Regions from separate parts of the Mus musculus genome. Here region 1 is linked to region 2. Evidence: chromatin contacts called from public HiChIP or PLAC-seq data. All regions are on one chromosome and are shown on one strand. The core of a region is the stretch at or near the end of the contact, and the rest is flanking DNA. Distances in the headings are between cores, read along the strand shown.

Region 1 (3,679 bases), core at 224-2,723, 210 kb before region 2:
AAAGGTTGGCAAACAATAACTTTTGCTTGCCATCAAGATTTCTCCTTTTTGTGGTGATAAGGCTCAGATTGTGAGCTGCATAAAAGATTGCATGATAGGAGACGGAGAGTCTGACATTCCTAGCTTCCATTGCAGCTACAAGTGGCTGCTTAGCTGGTTTCAGTTCAAAGGAATCCAAGCTGAAGGGTCATGTGTCATCTCTGGGAATCAGTCCTCAGATGCAACACGTGCATACTTGCCGTTGCCCTTCACCTCTGTTTATCCTCATGCCTGAAGCCCAAAACGGTTTCTGGAGTCATCTCTGAGATTGAGTCCCTTCAGAATTCAACACTGAAGCACACTGTCTGCTTTGTTACTGTTCCAGCCCTGAACGGCCAAAAGGACTTATGCTTAACAGAGAAATAAGCTTCTATTTACACTGTTATTTAAACACTGTTATTTAGAAGTTTTTTTTCACACATATTTAAACTTAATCTTAAGTATATAGGCTTATGAATTTTGCTATAGTTCAGCCTTTTCACTTAGCACAATATCATCTTTTATCACTAGGTAATCATTGTAGCCATAATTTTTAATGACTGCTTACAACTTCATCTCATAAATATGTAACAATGTATATAAACAACTTATAATCATTTGATGTTTTACTTAAACTTGATTCATTTATTTAGTTCTAAAAGCACTCTGTATTCAATGTACCCATTACTACTTGAAAAGGTATATCAAGATGATTATTTTTTTTTTGTCTATCTATATGTTCGATGATACCATTCAATGATCTTTGTATCTCTCTCTCTCATTTTTTTATTTCTTTCTTTTACTGACTTTAACCTGTTTAAAGTTCTTATAGAATTGACTTATGAGTTACACACTGTATTCAATTAACTTACGTATTATTATGCCAGTACTCAATTTATTTTACTTATGATACCCATGAAATGACCTGAGGGCAAATATATTAAAATATTTATAACTCTATTTTTAAACTCTGACCAGTCTATTTTATTCATGTATTTTACAGCTGCAGATTTCTTTGTAGAGTGAGTCTGTCTTTGAAAAGCAATGCCCCAAACAGCGATGCGTTGCTTTCTGTCTAACTGGTATTTATGTCAAAGCCCCATCAAATCCATTGTTTCATTTGAATCCTGAATTGTACTATTATGACATCATTCAGATTAGCCACATTCAGCTTCTCAGCCTCCTCAGATTGAAAACCAGAGGATTTTCAAAATGAACTTGACTTTGCTTCACTGAAATTGTTCTGCAATGCTCCTGAGGAGACAGCTGTCAACTCCGTTGGCTACAGCCCCAGTGCTGGCTTGCGCTTACAGACAGGGTTCTGCAGTCAGGTCAGAGCCGTTAGCCTCATGCTAACTATGGTTGCAGCTGTCTTTGGTCATGCTGAGCATGGTCCAGCACCGTCATCTATCAGAGCACTGTGCTGTGCCTGCCTTAAAAGCAGATCCCTGTAAAGTAGGACAAGTAACTGAAGCTTTGTAATCGTTCAGTATGGGGCCTCAACTCTCATCTTAACTCGATGGGATGTGCTTGGGAGAGGCGAGAAGTGCTTGTAGGAACAATAAATCATGAGAGAGGCATTCTACAGAGTTTATTTTAGCTTTTGCTCCTGACAAGAGAGTGGCATGCCACACTCAGAGTTCAACGGGTCCTCCGAGCAGAAGTTCTTCTGTCCTTCAAAAGATTTCTCTACTAGTGAGGTACGATTCAAGTGTGACTGGACAAAAAATGTAAGCAATTTCTAAGATAATGATTTTTTTTCAGGGAAGCTTAAGTGGCCACTAGACCAGATGGAGGTTTTCTATAACTAAGCCGTATCTGTAGAAATGTGCTGTATAATGTTATAAAGAGGATTTAAAATGGAAATCTTCTAAGGTTAGGTATATAGATAGCCTTTATAAATCTCATATGAGTCAACTTTTATATCAAGGCAGTGTAAGACAGGAAAGGGAGCTAGGAGAGACAGTGGCAGGATTGGAAAGACTGTCATCGAGGACGTCTGCGAGACAGTCCTAACTTAGGTCAGGCTACCTGTACAAGAGATTTCATGGAGACAACAGTTAAACCACACAGCAGAGAGGTCATTCAAAATGACTTTCCCAGTTTGGTGCCATCGGAACACACTGCCACAAACACGAACACATGTGCAGGGGAGCACACTTTCCATGCTTCTTGGTTAGGAAAATGCCAGTAAGTGCATTTCCACACAGCGGGGCTTCTCTGAGCCTTCAGGAGAGCAAATACATTGGTTGTCTCCAAGAAAGGCTCTAGACTGCAGCAATTTCTCAAATGTATTTGGCACCTAGTGGGGGATTCTATTTCTATCTCCTAGAATATGGAATATGGAACATAGACTATATATAATACAATATAGAATAGAGAAGAATAGAGAATATAGAACATAGAATATAGAATATATATATGATTTAGAAGAAAATAGAATATGGAATTGGAATGTAGAATGTGGAACACAGAATGTGGAATGTAGACTATAGAATGTGGAATATAAAATATAGAACTTAGAATCTAGGAGAGCTCAGAAGAAGTGCATGTTATTTTGCCTTTGAGGGTGGCACAGAATGTGTGCCAGGAGGGTGAAGGAATTCTTCCTTCTCTATAGTACTTCAGGCAAGAAGTTTAGGTCTGAACTGCAGTGCCTACATGAGATATTATCTCCTTGTGAGAAACTGCAATAGCCTTTTTTTTTTTTTTTTTTTTTTTTTAGATTTATTTATTCATTATATGTAAGTACACTGTAGCTGTCTTCAGAGACTCCAGATGAGGGCATCAGATCTCATTACAGATGGTTGTGAGCCACCATGTGGTTGCTGGGAATTGAACTCAGGACCTTCAGAAGAACAGTCAGCACCCTTAACCACTGAGCCATCTCGCCAGCCCTGCAATAGCCTTTTAACATCCAAAGAGAAAAACTCATCTGGAATCAGGGGGAAAGAACTAAGAATTCCATTACAAAGTTGCTAATTCACTCCGTTTGTAAAACCGTAGCATTTTAAACCTGAGAAAGATCTGAAAAGAACCCCACTTTAGCCAATTCTCGGACTTTACAATGAGAAAATTGAGTGGTTTGCCCAAGGTCATCCAATTAGTGGGAAGTCTAACGAAAGGCAAGACCTAGTTGTGATAACAGTCCTATCATGTTCTCATAAACCCTGCACAGCAGGCCACTTAGGGTTTTTTTTTTTTAAGCACATAAAAGGAAAACATGAAAGGTCTTCCTTTGCTAACCCTTCACCAAGCTCTCCTCTCAGAGATGACAGCTTCTGTTGCTTTTCCCTTTGGGAGTAAACGTGCACTATCCAACTAAGTTCCACGCTCGACTACTTCCCTATCAACCTTAGTCAGGACTCAGTAATCACTGACCATGTGCTGGCCTTGCACAATCTGAGTCTGCCTTCAAAGTGCTCAGTTGGTGAAGGACATAGCAGAGTCTGTGACAGGTGCCATGTCATAAGCTTAAGGAACTCAAGGTACCCCATGGCTTGAATTGTGAGAAATCAGGAGGTGAGGGGCTGTGTTTTCTAGGAGGTATAAAACCTTTAATGAGAGACTTTCAAAATGAAGTTCATTTTTATTTTTGTATATGTGTCTATGTGAGTGTATACCACTGTGTTTCCCCTTCAGAGAAGAAGAGGGGGCCGAT
Region 2 (4,142 bases), core at 1,011-3,510:
CTTTCCTCCCTTCTTTCTCCTTCCTTCCTTTCTTTCTTTCTTTCTTTCTTTCTTTCTTTCTTTCTTTCTTTCTCTCTCTCTTCCTCTCTTTCTCTCTTTCTCTCTTTCTCTCTTTCTTCTCTGCATGTTTATTGTCCCACTTCTGTCTGTCTTCCAATGGATGTCTTAGCCACCCAAAAGATCTGTCCTATATCTTCTCTGACTCGGCCCTGCCTCTTCCAAAGACCTAGAAGCCATGTCAACCAAAAGAGTGATTGTAAGTACACAACTTGAGGCAAGCCGGATGGTAGGGCCAGAGACAGGCAAGGGAAAGTTTTCCTTTCTCCCCTACCTTGCTAACTGATACACAGAACCAATTTCCAGTGAGTTCTCTGAATGGTTTCCTTTTGTTGTTCTCTCTTCCTCCCCATAACTCTGTCTCCTTTTGTGGTACTATTCTGCAGAAGTGTTCATTGGATGGATTCATCACTCAAGCTTTTTGGACAGCAACTGATGCAATTCAAAGGCTTATAAAAAAAAAAAAAACCCTTGGAATAGCTGTGCAGCTGTCTGTAGTAACTACTTGTGGGATGTAATGAATGATTGACCGGGTATCAGAGCATGGTGGTGGATATTCTTGTGGCTATTTGGGGTGTCTTATTTTAGCCTGAGAACTCTGAACCTGTTTGTGTGCATCTCACAGCACAGGTGGTAAACCTGATCTACGTGGCCACTCATGTGTCAGAATGCCTCATGATAAGATGTAATGTGCTAATGATGATCTACTTACTTCAAGCATTCATACCAACTTGTGTTTCTCCCTAAAGTGTATCTGGTCAGAAAAAAAATGTGTAGAACTAGAATCATAAGTTTTGGAAGCCAGGATGAAAGCTACTGAGTATCACAAGAGTTTTCTACCTCCAACGTGTTGCTTAGTAGGTAGCTTTTGAAGGGTGAAATAGTGTCAGCAAGAACCAAAGGATTAAGTCAGTCAGCACTATTTAAAAGTCAAAACAAGCTGTTGCAGCAGTGCAGACCTTCAATCCCAGTACTTGGGGAACAGAGGAAGGCAGTGGAAGCCCACCTGGTCTGTGTGCCAAGGTCCAGGCCAGCTAGAGCTATGAGGTAAGATCAATATCAATAGAAGAAGAAAGAAGAGGAGGAGGAGAAGGAGGAGGAGGAGGAAGAAGAGGAAGAAGAAGAGGGGGAAGAAGAGGAGGAAGAAGAGAAGGAAGAAGAGGAGGAGGAGAAGAAGAGGAAGAAAAAGAAATCACAGAATTTCCCTCCCTCGCTTCCTTCTAGGTTTCATCATCTCTGACATTTGTTAGATGACAAATATTTGACTCACAAATTAAATAGGATTATCTGCGGCTATAGGCTTCTCACCTGTTCAGGGAGATTAAGGAACACCTGCTTCCTCCTTTGTTTCATCCACTTAGCGTCCATATTAGCTGGCCCACAATAAAACATTCTTGAGATGTCTACCCCCACCCCAACTCTAGCTAGGAATAGAAAACACTCACTTCTGGTCCTCAACAACTAAATAGTCTCAGTTAGTTATTCTCATGCTCTCTTTGAGGAAAACCCCCCAAACCACTCCTCCGTTCACATTTCTGTAAGCACTCGCTGGCGTTGTAAGAAATTATTTTATATAAAAGCAAAATAACTTTTAGTGCTGTTCTCTAAGTGCCCTCTGTGGGTTCTTCTATGTATATTGTACTTATCTAGTTCTAATTGGATACCAGAAAAATGGTTTCAAGGAACTATAAATATATAAAAATACTATATACATACATGTCTATATAATGTGAAATATATATATCACATACTTTACCAATATTAGGAAGAAGGTGAATTTCATATAAAAATGGCTACAGGATAAATGTGGATTTTTTTTTTGTTGTTTGTACTGATAATGGGCTAACATTTTGGTAAGCTGAAGAAACCCTGTTGCTCCGTAACTTATTCCCCATTCTGTGCTGGGGAAATGCTGAGCTAGTTCAGACCTTCTGCTCTCAAGATCAGCTGCCACCCCAGCTCCCCGTGGCCCACAGGCATCTCACTGGGGTGAGCCTCTACCACTGCCATCTGCGGAGCATGAGGCACATTTTCAGTTTGGAACTTTAGACCCGACACCCTTTCCTCAGCCTCCGGCTTCATATATCCCTTCCTGTTACAGGAGCTGGAAGAAAGCCCATGGCTGTGCAGACAAGATAACTGGGGCCTCAGAAAGACACAGTATGACTCTTGGCTCTGCCCACCATTTTGAGCGGACTGCCAATTTTCATCTTTGAGGTTGGCAACAGTATCCCCAGACAACAGGGCTGAAAGACTGTAGGTGACATGAGCATAGTGGCGGGGCACAGCAGAAGAGCATGGATTTTGGAATTATGTACACTTGGGGCAGATCCTTCTTCTGCTGCTACCATCTGTCTCTAGATAAACGGCTTCAGCTCTCCCAATTCATTTACTTCTTCTGTACGTTTGTATGATTAGATTGCTCTTGTTGTGGACTTACTGAGAAAGACGAAGACAATGCTCTCAAAGCAACGAGCCACACATCTAGTTTATAGTGTGGTGTCTTACAAATTAGTCATTCTGATAGGATTCAGGGATAATGCTGTACAGAAGCAGATAGTGCAAATCTAGCTGCACTTCATTTGATGGATATCAAGGTTCTTGTGTTCAGGAGTCTTAAGTCAGAAGTCTCACATCAAGTTATAGTATCTCTTAAAATCTGGCCTCACTAAAAGTGCAACACCACAAACTTAATGGTAGAGTGCTTGTTCGACTTGTGTGAGATCCTGGGTTCAATGTCAGCATTCCTCCAAAGTTAACTAATTAAAAAATTAAAATAACAACATATTTATTACTGCAATCAACCTCCACAATATCTGTTGTCTTGACACTGTGTGTCATGTGTCCTGAGTCAACCGTACATGTATCTGGTACCCACGTCCTGTTCTTACAGTCTCCATGGGGTTTCATAACTGTGCCTTTTCATTCCTCCGATTTCCTCCAGGGACTGCAAATGAAATACGTTTGTATTTTCTTTTTGTATACTAGAAAATATGATTCCACATAGGCTGTTCAATATCTTTAACTGGATCTGTGTAACTATATCCAGGCTCATGTTTATATAGAGAAAAAACGTTATATTTGGAAAGGAAGCAAGATGTATGGACTGCATGGGGACGCACTGTGGCTTTTGGAGAATATGCTGACTCATTTCTCATGCCTCATAATCCACTGAGCTGTTAAGCAGCCCTTCCCTGGGCTCTTCTCTGGTTATTTAGTCCTTTTTTGCCCTTAAGCATTGAGAGGCTGAAATAAAGAGAACATTAAATGCCTAGATGATGTTAACATCCTATATAAATTAGCGTATGTAGAAAGAGATCGAATTGCTTTGTTTTGAAAGGTTGCACTACTGTGTCTGCATTTAAATCGTCTATCCTGATCATTTACATATTGGTCCTTTCTTCTCACCCCTTCCCCAGGTTTCTTCTTGGTTTCAGAAAGCAATAAGAGATCTGCAGGAACAGAGTCTGGGCGCATCACTTTCAGACAACAGAGAGCTAATCTGCAAGCACGAGGACCTGATAGTCAAAGCAAAGGTAAGGTCCACTAAAATGAGTGGGGAATGCAAGGGAGATGACTCTTGGAATAGGCTGAGTCATTTACAGATTGCATAGAAATGATCACTAGAGCGTTAGGGAACGCCACTGCCCATTAACTGCTAGAGTAACAGTAAGACTGAAGCTTGTAAACACACACACACACACATACACACACACACACACATCGACACACTAACAGGTCATAATTATTGTCTAGTCTGAGTATGAGAGACGCTTTATTTAAATGGTCACAGACCCCTGAGAAGTTTACCATTTTTTTTTTTAAATTGGACTGAAACAAAGCAGAGGCTTTGACAAACAAAGAGAGTGGCTTCATCAAAGTTAAGTCTTATCCCAGGCAGAGGTGGAATTTGATTCTGTCCAACCCAAGGTCCCAGCTCTTCAGTATTAAGCTTCGCTGTCTTTCTGCAGAGTGTTTCTTTGCTGGTGTGATGTTTTGTTTGGTTGTTTTCTGCACATAGCACCGTCACCTCGCTGGTTGCCAGGCTTGCTCACTGCTCTCATCTTCATTCTCTCTCTCTCTCA

What was found. HiChIP or PLAC-seq counts read pairs in DNA pulled down with a chosen protein or histone mark.
Region 1: an H3K27ac HiChIP or PLAC-seq map of heart atrium shows a contact between it and region 2, with 2.3 times the contacts expected there. The contact joins two enhancer-like sites. A contact is called at or near these places in 1 of 15 datasets of contacts at CTCF or cohesin (the NIH/3T3 cell line), 1 of 484 Hi-C or Micro-C datasets (nephron progenitors) and 1 of 115 datasets of contacts at active chromatin or transcription factors (heart atrium).

Annotation. Positions count from the first base shown.
Region 1 is chr2:77,314,860-77,318,538 of GRCm38.p6, reverse strand. No RefSeq gene overlaps it. Among named protein-coding and RNA genes, the nearest start is that of Gm35317, 7.2 kb to the left of the region's middle. Within about 2 kb of position 1,473, at least 40 of the 459 cell types and tissues checked have an H3K27ac peak or open chromatin away from gene starts, as enhancers often do. A contact at or near this core is called in heart atrium, where this site is marked.
Region 2 is chr2:77,107,814-77,111,955 of GRCm38.p6, reverse strand. It overlaps Ccdc141 (coiled-coil domain containing 141), which reads left to right. Exons shown (of 24, transcript NM_001025576.3): 6 at 3,477-3,593. Among named protein-coding and RNA genes, the nearest start is that of Gm39862, 39 kb to the right of the region's middle. Within about 2 kb of position 2,260, at least 15 of the 459 cell types and tissues checked have an H3K27ac peak or open chromatin away from gene starts, as enhancers often do. A contact at or near this core is called in heart atrium, where this site is marked.